Regions from separate parts of the Capra hircus genome. Here region 2 is linked to region 1. A link is a contact called in public Hi-C data. All regions are on one chromosome and are shown on one strand. Each heading gives the region's core, a stretch centred on a gene start, on an enhancer-like site or on the middle of the called end of the contact. The rest is flanking DNA. Distances are from core to core; before and after follow the strand shown. Region 1 overlaps RBM33 (RNA-binding protein 33). Region 2 has its middle 12 kb from the start of RBM33.

Region 1 (5,367 bases), core at 753-3,252:
ACAAGAATGTCATCTTTGCGGCTTTCTGACCACATGTCTCTGTGTCTTTTTATGAAGAGTAATGTTTGTGTCTAAATACAGTTTTGTTGATGTCATACAGCCAGTGGTCTTACAGGGCTGTGATGTTTATTCTGGTGTTCATTTTGCATCGTCCTTAAAACGCTGTGGAGAGAGCAGCTGTCTAAAGAGAGAAGGAAAGCACATGCAGTTTGCAAAAGTGTTTTCAGCATTGCAATGGAATGCCACATTTAGAGAGACTAGCTAGTTGTATTAGTAATAAAAGGACAGGAAAATCATTAGAGTTTCAAGTTTATGGCAAAGTGATTTTTAAGTTGAGAAATACTTAATAAAGTGTTATTGAATGATAGTATATATAATTAATGAATTTCTGGAAAAATAAAATGTGGGGCTTTCTTAAGTAAATGTATTTTTAAAAATTCTCCATAAATACTTGAAAAAAATGACTTTTTAAGAATCAAGATATAGTTGATTTACAATATTAGTTCTGGGTGTATAATATAGTGATTCAAAATTTTTTAGATGATATTTCACTTAAAGTTATAAAATACTGGCTGAAAAAGAAGTAAGTAATTTTAGGGTTTTTTTTTTTTTTGTAAATTTTTCCTAATAACATGTAGTTCTTGAAAAATGGTAATCTGTAAGAGTTCAGAATTTTTTAGCCAGTGGAATCTGACTGTAGTATTTCTTTTGTAGTAATGTGGTTTCTTAAACATTTTCACATTTTCCTATTTCATCAGACATGGCTGACTTTGTTACAGTACACATTCAATTTCTTTTTCTTCTTTTGAAGTAAAGCAACTTCATAGCTGTGGCTTATGGTCCTGTCAGAAAGGTAGCAAAGAGTAGCATGTTTGAGAAGATAAATGTCAGGAACGGTGGAAGTATACATTTGGTCTTTCAGATTAATGGGCAAGAAGGTCAGTAATTGCGTGGATTTCAGTAAGCTTAAAAATAATATTCTGCTGGTTCTGTAGTACTGTGCAAACATTCAGTTACTTTTTAGGTGTTGCATTTTGATGGTTGACTGTTTAATTCTGGGAGAGACATATAAAATACACCTGTTTTGTAACATGAGGTTGTATGTAGATGGGCGTGGAGCTGCAGGAGATCAGTTACTTGATGTTTTCAGAGGAAAACTTAACACAGATGCACCTTTCTGAACATTACCGCTTATTTTCCTGCCTTCCATCCTGTTTTCCTACTGTTCTTTAGGGCCCTCCAGAGTTCCCGCAGCACACACCTGGCCCCGTCCCCAACAGCTTCAGCCAGCCCCCTCGGCTTCCTCTTCAGGACCAGTGGAGGGCCCCGCCCCCGCCCCAGGAGCGAGACCCTTTCTTCTTAGGAGGTAAAGGAGGGTGCGGAGGATGGGAGCAGAGCTGTGTGAGGCCATGTGCCTGGCCATGTCCATGCTTTATCCATGCTCAGCCCCTAGCCAGAGATTCTCTGAAGAGTCAGCTTTCTGTGCCATAGCCCTGCCTGTCATTTCAGAGGCTGTAATCGGACACTAGTGGCATCTGAAATGGGAAGACCTCCCATGAAAGAGGCCATCATCTATGGAGAATAACTAAGGAAGCGATCTGGAAACACAGAGGCAAAATCTAGCGTTCTTTTTAGATACTCACCTCCAGCCACCACGTGTAACTTCTATCCTTAGCAGCACAGTCCATAAAGCGAATTTCTACAGAGTGCTCTGTGTAACTAGAGGCAATTAACGTTGCAAATCCCCTCAGTTTCAGGAGAGCCAAGGTTCCCGAGCCATCTCTTCCTGGAGCAACGAAGTCCCCCCCCACCGCCTCCTCCTCCCACGCTCCTCAGCAGCGGTCACCCTGTGCCCACGCCCAGCCCCTTGCCGTTCACCCAGCCCGGCCCAGCGTTCAGTCAGCAGGGGCAGCAGCCTGTGTTCCCCAGAGAGAGGCCCGTGAGGCCAACCCTCCAGCCGCCAGGGCCTGTGGGGCTCCTGCACTTCAGCCAGCCGGGGTCTGCGGCCACGAGGCCCTTCATCCCTCCTCGCCAACCCTTCCTGCCGGGCCCGGGACAGCCCTTCCTGCCCACCCACACGCAGCCCAGTCTGCAGGTGAGTGGCTTGTGGTTCAGAATCTGAAGGACAAGCTCCACCTTTTCATTCTAGTCTACTGAGACATGGAGAGTGTTTAGAGAACAGAGGTTAAACTTCATGTACTCTTGATTAAAGACAACTTTCTTAATATTGCTTCTTTTCTTAACCATAGGAAAAATGGAGATAGTGATTGTCATTTTGGGGGGAAATAAATAATTGAGTATTAAGATTTTGTAAAGGATGTCCCTATATATTACTAATGAAATTAGGACATGTTTTGATAATACCTTCACTATCACTGCAAGACTCTCAGGAGGTTAACAGGAAGTCAGCTTCTCTATCAGGTCACGTTCCTTCAGTGTGTAGTGGGGAAAACCGGGTTGCTGCTGCCTTATTATTTGAGAGATTTGAGTGCCCTCTGCTGGTGGGTTTTTTCATCAGCTGCTGGAGTGTGCTCTTAGCCAGAAGCTTTCATCTTATATTTTTAAGTTTCCTCTTAAGGTGTGTAATGATGATATGCTTGAACCAATTGTTCAGAAACCACATAGAATATGGACCTAAAATAAAAACAGATAAACGGTTCTTTCTTAAGATGTTAAAGTAAGATAAAAATTGTCTTCCTAAATTATTTTATTAAAAAAATATAATTTGGGAATTCCCTGGTGGACGAGTGATTAGGACTCCTCTATTTCGCTGCCATAGGCATGGGTTCACTCTGGTTCCACCATCTGGAAACAGTCACCCCAGATGCCGGGGTGACACACCTCTCATTCTCCTCAGTGCTGGCATCCTCACGATGCTCTCTTTGCCCAGTTAGCTTCTTACTGCCATCTTTTCATGGTGGTGAGTATCTTTCGCTGCTGCAGCAGTTGGCATTATCTGGCTGTCCCCAGCGCAGGCACGTGTTGGTTCTTTCAGTGCTTGGGTATTAGACACAGTGCTGCAGAGAGCGTCCCTGAGGCTGTGCTTCCTTCCTCCTTAGTTATTTCCTCAGGATACGTTCCTGGAAGTTCAGAATTGAGGGTTTAGAGCAGATGGAAAATGCCAGATAGTAGCTTTTGGCTTATTACTGCCTTTAAGGTATTACTCACCTTCACCAACCAATCTGAAATGAAATTTAGTGCCGCTTGAAGTTCCTTCTGGTGTTGGGGTCTTTAGGGAAGTGGCTGCACTGGAGTGTGACTAGTTCACACGTGGTAAACTGTCTTCTGTCTCTCTTTTGGCCTGAAAGGGGCCGCTGCATCCCCCGCTGCCCCCGCCACACCAGCCGCAACCGCAGCCGCAGCAGCAGCCCCCGCTCCAGCCCCCGCTGCAGCCCCCGCTGCAGCCGCCCCCACCGCACCAGCCTCCGCACCAGCCGCAGCAGCACCACCACCACCTCTCCGTGCCACCCCCGCCGCTGATGCCCGTGGCTCAGCCCCAGTTCAGGCCTCACATGCCGGCGACCCAGCCTCAGCCCAGCAGCAGCCGGATGCAGTGCCCCCAGCGCCCGGGGCTGCGGCACGTGAGTGTCCCGTGTCCTCAGCCGGCTCCGGGGACGCCTGTTCTGGCACAGGACTTTGGTGTATCTGCCTATTTCTGTAGTGATAGATGAGGTTATTGATTGACGCATAACTTTAGGAAAGATTTTTGGGTGATAGTCATCCTACCTTTGCCAGCGGTTTATCACTCGGTCCCGAGGGCCTCCCTGACTCCAGCGGTTTATCACTCGTTCCCGAGGCCCTCCCTGACTCCAGCGGTTTATCACTCGGTCCCGAGGGCCTCCCTGACTCCAGCGGTTTATCACTCGGTCCTGAGGCCCTCCCTGACTCCAGCGGTTTATCACTCGGTCCTGAGGTTATCCCTAACTCCTTGGCAACTAATGCATGTCAGTGAATTCAGGAAGAATTCATTGAACATCCATTGTTGTCAGGTGCTACTCTAGTTCCTGGCAATAGAGCATTCATTGCACAAGAGAGACGCATTTCCTGCCTTCCTAGAGCTTAATCATGGGGGAGAGCCGCATCAATTCAAACCCTGTCAGCAGATGTGTGGCTTGTCAGGCATCGAAAGAGACTAGCCTGTTGCTTTGAAAGTTAAAGATTAGTCATCATTACTGTCTTGTCCCCCATTAGATGCACGCATGCTAAGTCAGCTCAGTGGTGTCTGACTCTTTGTGACCCCATGGACTATAGCCCACCAGGCTCCTCTGTTCCTGAGATTTTCCGGGCGAGAGTACTGGAGTGGGTTGCCATTTCCTTCTCCGCCCAGGGATTGAACCCAAGTCATTTCCATTGCAGGTGAATTCTTTCTTATCTGAACCACCAGGAAGCAAACCTGTGTTTTTCTTTAAGTGACATAGAGACTAAAATGATATAAAAAATTGGAAAGAATTTCTAGATCTGGAAAGAGGGTGCTTTGTAACCTGGACTTCATCTTATAAGCAGAGCGGCAGACGATGCCCCCAGCCTTGAGCTGAGCCGCCTTGGGTACTCCCTAGCTGGCCTCTCACAGATCTGCATGCTCCTCCAGCTGTGAGGTCTGTTGAGAATCCTGAGAACGAACATGACTGACAAGTGTCCTCTCCGATGAAACCCTTCGGGCATCTTTCTCCTCCAGAGTGTAGTTTTTTTAGAGCACTAACTTAATGCTTCATTCTTTGTTCTACCTGGAATTTAGGGGCCCGTTGACCGTGGGGGCGCCAGTAACCCAGCTGACTGCTCATGCAGGAGTTGATTGCTCTGTTGATTCTGTTAAAAATGTCCCCGTCCTGTAAGGCACCTACTGCAGTCAACTGGTGTAATATCCTTACAGAGGAGGCTGTCCGCAGGCCGGTTTGGTGCCTTTCCCAGCCCCAGGGCTTAGCTCTAGGGTATGCTGCTACAGAGAGCAAGAGGCATTTATATAGCAAGAAAAGGCTTCCCAGCGGGACAGTGTCCGCCTCCCAGAAGAGCAGTCACCCAGTCAGATTGAGCCCGTGTGCCCAGCTTCTTCCCCTGAGTCTCCAGGTGTGATGAGGATCTCTTGCTTCCTGCGACAGAGCACGGCTTCCCAGAACGTCACCAAGCGGCCAATGCAGCAGATGCAGCCCACGGCTCCGAGGAATAGCAATCTGCGCGAGTTGCCGATCGCGCCGCCTCATGTCATCGAGATGAGCACCAGCCGCTGCTCCTCCACGCCTGCGGCCCAAGTGAAGCCCATCATGAGCACGTCTCCCCCCTCGAGGCCCGGGCTGGGGCCCAGGAACGCGCAGGGGAAGGCCGAAGGGAGAGTCAAGCCGCTTAGCCCTGTGGGTCAGCCGAAAGAGGAAG
Region 2 (5,812 bases), core at 2,271-4,770, 88 kb before region 1:
TGGGGGGAAGGTCAGTCTGTACGTGATTTAGCTGAAGGGAAAACACACACAATGAAGCACAGATACTTTGCAGCAAGCCTCTGCCAGTCACAAGCAGCAGGTGTCACCATGAAGCATTTTAGCACTTTTCTAGACACGAGGAGATGCAGGAATTGGATTCATAAAACCTCCTGGAAATATCTAAATATTCGAAGACCTGTTCGGCCTATTTTTCCCAGAATACAGAGCACCTCATTCCTGATCTCCACTCTGAACTCCTTTCAAGGAGTGTTGAAGGTCAGCAGCTGCAGTGGCTCATGATTAAACCCAACCACCAATTTCATCTCTGTCATCTTATGGATCCCCATCCCAATAAAGCCCACTGAGCTTCAAATGTTCAGTCACTAAGCCACGTCTGACTCTTTGTGACCCTATGAACTGCAGCACACCAGGCTCCTCTGTCCTTCACTATTCCCCAGAGTTTGCTCAAACTCATGTCCATTGAGTGGGTGATTCTATCCAACCATCTCACCCTCTGTCATCCCCTTCTCCTCCCGCCTTCAATCTCTCCCAACATCAGGGTCTTTTCCAGTGAGTCGGCTCTTTGCATCAGGTAGCCAAATTATTGGAGCTTCAGTTTCAGCATCAGGCCTTCCAATGACGATTCAGGGTTGATTTCCTTCAGGATTGACAGGTTTGGTCTGTCTTGGAATGACCCCCTTTAACTTAGAAGACAGGTCCTGTAGGCGGTCTGATGAGGTGAGGCACGCTGCCTGCAGGTGGCGCCCTTCCCCTCCCGGCTATCCGCCCCCATCTGGCCAGTTCATCTCCAGAAAGCTGAAGTGCTCCTTGCTTTTCCTTTGCTGAGGGACAGCAAGGGTATTTCCTGAAGCTATGCGTGGATTTTTGGAAAGAAGGAGAGTTTGGTCACTAGTTAATTTTATTCAGTAGCTGGAGCAGAGATTTGAGTCAATAAGATTCAAAACTCACATATCAACTGCCTCTGTTCCCTTAACTTTCTGGGACACAGAAAACAAAAGTTTCATGAGATAGCCGTTTAGCTGGGTTCAGCACTCTCTGATGGTTTGCATCCTGTTCTACACTAAAGGACCGGTTACATTCTTAAAGTACTGCTCATGACCCACCAAGCTGACTTTGTCACCCACTGCTAAGCAGTGAGCATGCTTTGAAAAACATCCCTAGTGAGCTTGGCTACACATCCTTTGCCCGCGTGCCAAGTTGCTTCAGTCGTGTCCAACTCTTTGTAAGCCCATGGACTATAGCCCACCAGGCTCCTTTGTCCGTGGGATTCTCCAGGGAAGAATTCTGGAGTGAGTTGCCGTGCCCTCCTCCAGGGGATCTTCCTGACCCAGAGATCAAACCCACATCTCTTGGGTCTCCTGCATTGGCAGGCAGATTCTCTTTTTCCCCAGGCAGATTCTTTACCACTAGAGCCACCTGGGAAGTCCACAGTTTAGTCTCATTAACAACTTTAGTAGGGGAAAGACTGAAGGTCTTTTAACTATGTGTGTGAACTGAATATTTCTTAAAAGTTAAAACTGTAAAAAAAAAAAAAAAAAGTCCTTACCTGTTAGACCCTCATTCCCTACTCCTGTGACTAGCACCAAGGCTGCTTCAACCCCGGGACCACCTCGCTGGTCCTCACCCCTCCACGCACCATCCTGCCTCAGGGCCTTTGCACTGGCTCTTCCTTCTGCCTGAAGCATCTTCCCCCAGATATCCCGTGACTAGCTCTCACCTCCTCCAGCCTCTGCTCCAGTGTCGCCTCAGTGAGGCCCTCCCTGATCACTGGCTGAAAGCTACAGCCACACCTCAGCCAGCCTTGCCCTGCTCTTCATGGCCTAGTCACCTCACCCTCACTATTTAGTAAATTTATCTGTTGCTTATTGTCTGTTTGTCCAAGTTAGATCACAACTCCAGAAGGGCTGGGGTCTTTCTGTCTCTTCACGAACACCTGGAATAAAGCAGCATCTGGAAGATACTTAACAGGCGCTGATGGAGTTTCTTGAATATTCTCTACAAATTAGAATGGGTGGATAGACGCTTCACATTGTATCTAGTCTGGTGAAGAGAAGCTGGGCACGTGGGTCTGCTCTTACCCAAGCCCCTGACCCCCAGGTTCAGGCCAACAAGATGCTTCTCAGAGGGCGGGCCTGGAGCAGAATCACTCACCATGCTCACCACAAAGGCAGGTTACGGGACTCACCCCAGACCTGCTGACTTAGACTGTCCAAGGGCCGGGCCCAGGAGTTTGTATTGTAAATAAGCCCCAATCCCCACTAACTAGCTGTTTGGACTTTGCAGTTACCAGCACGTCATCCGACTAACCCAGACTGTGCGCACGCTGCTAGCAATAGCTGAGTCACGAAGGCAGCGGAAGTGGGGGTCACGGTGGGGGGCAGGGGTGCTGAAGCTGGTGTTGGCAGAGGAGTAATCAGGCTGCAGGCTGGCTAATACCCACCCAATGCCGAGCACCACCAAACGCAGTAACTCATTTCCTCCTCTCCACAGCCCCAGAGACCAGCATGTTATCACTCGCCCTAAAAATGAGGAAGGGGGCAGAGAGCAGGGACAGTTTGTTTAAGGCCATGGGCCAGTCCAAGCGAAGCCCTGTGTACTGATCGGTTTCCTGAGTGTACTATTTCACTGCATACAATTTGATTCCAACTGCTACTTCTTTAAAATAAAAATAACATGGAGAGCGGGGGAGAGGGTGAGATGTATGGAAAGAGTAACATGGAAACTTATATTACCATATGTAAAATAGTCAGCCAACGGGAATTTGCTGTCTGGCTCAGGAAACTCAAACAGGTGCTCTGTATCAAACTAGAGGGGTGGGATGGGGAGGGGGATGGGAGGGAGGTTCAAAAGGGAGGGGATATATGTATACCTATGGTTGATTCATGTTGAGGTTTGACAGAAAACGAAATTCTGTAAAGCAATTATCTTTCAATGAAAAAATTAATTTTTAAAAAAGAAGGAAAAAAGGGAAAAACAAATAATTATATTTTTTGCAAAAAAACCCCAAAACACCTCTACAGTGAGGTCAAAAAAAATCAAGAAGGAATTATTCAAAGAAGGCCAGTGCTTGTAAACGCCCATGAGCCCACGAGAGGTGGCCTGGGTCTCCCGTCCTCCCGTGTCTGCGACGTGCAGGCGGCCGGGAAGGCGGCCCCCCACGCTCTCTGGCCTGGGAGCAGCCCTGCCGCCAGGCCGCCTGGGCCCTTGGCGGATTCTTTACCAGCTGAGCCACCAGGGAAGCCCGAAGACAGTGGAGTGGGTAGCCCATCCCTGCTCCAGCAGATCTTCCCCATCCAGGAATCGAACCCGGGTCTCCTGCACTGCAGGCGGATTCTGCACCAGTCAGGCTATCGGAAGCCCTGGGAGGTGCAGGTCCCTTCCGTTCTCGCTACCAGCTGAGCTGGCGCCTGGGCTCCAAGTCTGAGCAGACTGTACCTGGACACCCCCGCCCATCTTCACACCTCAGGGCCACCTTGGGGCCCAGACCAGCACTGGCTCACCCCCGAGGCGCAGCTGTTGTAAACTCCTCGAGGGCAAGCTCTCCACGTGGGGTGATGGGGGAGCGCCCCCTGCAGCGGTGTGCGCTTCCCGCCTCCCTCCGCTCGCCAGACCCCACCCCTGGGGCCTTGGACTTCCCTGAGGGACACTTTCAAAGCTCTTAGGGCAGCCGCAGTAACCGGCTCCCTTCATCCTTCCTTTGAAGACTTCGTATCCATGCTCAAGGTTTCACGTTTTAGTAGGGCACGTGGCCTGTGGGCTGAGAGCTGTGTGAACAGCATGGAATCGTGAAACTGCGTGTCCAGGTCGGGCAGAGGGTGAGGACGTCCCTGGCACTGACCAGCGCCCATCTGTCTGTATCATTCTGCAGGAGGACTTCACTGACCAGCACCCATCTGCTTCTATCATTCCGCAGGAGGACCTCACTGTCTCTATCATTCCGCAGGAGGACTTCACTGACCAGCACCCATCTGTCTCTATCATTCCACAGGAGGACTTCAAAGATAAAAGCGATTTCTTCTGGAGCATTTAGTCCCGTTTGGAGCAACCACATGTTGATGGTCCAGCCAGCAAACTGCCCACTGCAGCTTTCCCATCTCAGGGAACCCTCTGTGCTCCAACACAACCCAACAGTGACAATGATCGAGGTGAGTGTCCATCGGAAACAGCCGAAGAAGCAGACCCCAGGCCGCCACCTACCCCAGGGGCAGGTGTCAGCACCGCGGACAAGTCCCAGATGCTAAATAACACAGAGCGCCAGCCCCCGAGAAGGAGGGAAATGGTGTGTGTATGTCTATACGTGGGGATCCCTTTATCTGAGAACTAAGAATAAGGAAACACGCAAGTTGTCTGTTGCAAAGTAGAAACCGAGAAAAGGGAAGTCAGAGACCATTGTAGGGGATGGTGAATATGGGGTGCAAAAGATGGGGGATATGGAGGGGTCAGGGATGGAGAGTGATACCCCGCTGATTATGCCCTTAGCAGGCTTGGGGTTAGAACCAAGTTCATGTCATGTCAATCAGTAAGAATGGAGGGAGACCTCCCATGAGAACTGAGAGAACCAAAAGGTACGTTACAAACAAATAACAAAGCAACACAGAAGAGGCGGGACAAGGAGAGAACCAAGACTAGTGTTCTCTAGCTCATCTTGCTATCTTGGCAGAGCGGACTGCTGTGATAAAGTACCACCGAGCTGGGAGGCCTGAAGAAAACATCTGTTCCTCTAGGTTCTGGAGGCTGGATGTCCAAGATCAAAATCCGGCCGCACGGGTTCTTGTTGAGGACCCTCTTCTGGCGGTCAGACGGCCGCCTTCTCACCGTGTGCTCACGTGGCAGAGAGTACATGGCCTGAGCTCCAGTGTCTCCTCTCCTGAGGATGCTGACCTGTCCTGAGGGATCCACGCTCATGACCTCACCTAAACCCGATCGGCCCTCAGAGTCTCATCTCCTAACATCCCCACGATGCCGGGTAGGGTTTCAACATAGGGACTTGGGGGTGGGCATGAGGTACTCTGAAGCTCAAGGCGAAAGGACACGGGGTACAACTTGAAGGGTTTTCGAATGGCCAAATCTGTGACAGTTCGAGCAGGATGAGTCATGATAATAATAGGTTATGATCCATAGACTAGCCTATGACTGCTTGAGTCTGTCCTGACATAAATAAATGAATGAAGAGCCAGTAGTGAAAGGTCTTCCTTACAGCAGTGTCACAAGGGATAAATGTAGAAAGTGGAGTTAGAGAAGCGTCCTTTAGCACCCAATGTCTTCAAAATCAATTCACCCAAGAAGAATCGATGAACACGCAGGGTTGGAATAGAGACAGTGCATGTCCATAGTCCCAGAGTAGCTCCCTCCAGGCAGCTATCAACTACAGAGGGAAGAGCTAGTGGAGAAACCTGGAGGACGCCTCTGGGGTGGACCAGCTGGGCAGTTTCCCAAGGCGTCAGTCTACATGGGACACACATATCAAAAAACCCCTCTAGAAATGTAGAGGTGGGCAAAAGTTATGTTTGCTGGAATCCCGCTGAAGAAGAGTACTGTTTGCGGCTAGAAATATACTCCAAGCCACTCCCTCCCTAATTCCAAAGACCCGCAAAGGCAGCCCTTGATGTGGAGGGGTAGGAAGGGGTAGGGTGGGGGTTTGGGGGGAGAAGAATAGCTTCAGTTCAGTTCAGTTCAGTCGCTCAGTCGTGTCCAACTCTACGCGACCCCATGGACCACAGCATGCCAGGCCTCCCTGTCTATCACCAACTCATGGAATCTACTCAGGCTCAGCTCCACTGAGTTGGTAAAA

The links. A called contact is a pair of places that touch in the nucleus more often than the background predicts.
Region 2: a contact with region 1 is called in a Hi-C map of liver, with 2.4 times the contacts expected there. The contact joins two enhancer-like sites. A contact is called at or near these places in 2 of 5 Hi-C or Micro-C datasets (blood and liver).

The regions. Positions count from the first base shown.
Region 1 is chr4:2,450,331-2,455,697 of ARS1.2, reverse strand. It overlaps RBM33 (RNA-binding protein 33), which reads left to right. Exons shown (of 19, transcript XM_018046652.1): 11 at 1,234-1,366; 12 at 1,752-2,095; 13 at 3,309-3,581; 14 at 5,097-5,367. Among named protein-coding and RNA genes, the nearest start is that of SHH, 65 kb to the right of the region's middle. Within about 2 kb of position 2,002, at least 1 of the 5 cell types and tissues checked has an H3K27ac peak or open chromatin away from gene starts, as enhancers often do.
Region 2 is chr4:2,539,674-2,545,485 of ARS1.2, reverse strand. No RefSeq gene overlaps it. Among named protein-coding and RNA genes, the nearest start is that of RBM33, 12 kb to the right of the region's middle. Within about 2 kb of position 3,520, at least 1 of the 5 cell types and tissues checked has an H3K27ac peak or open chromatin away from gene starts, as enhancers often do.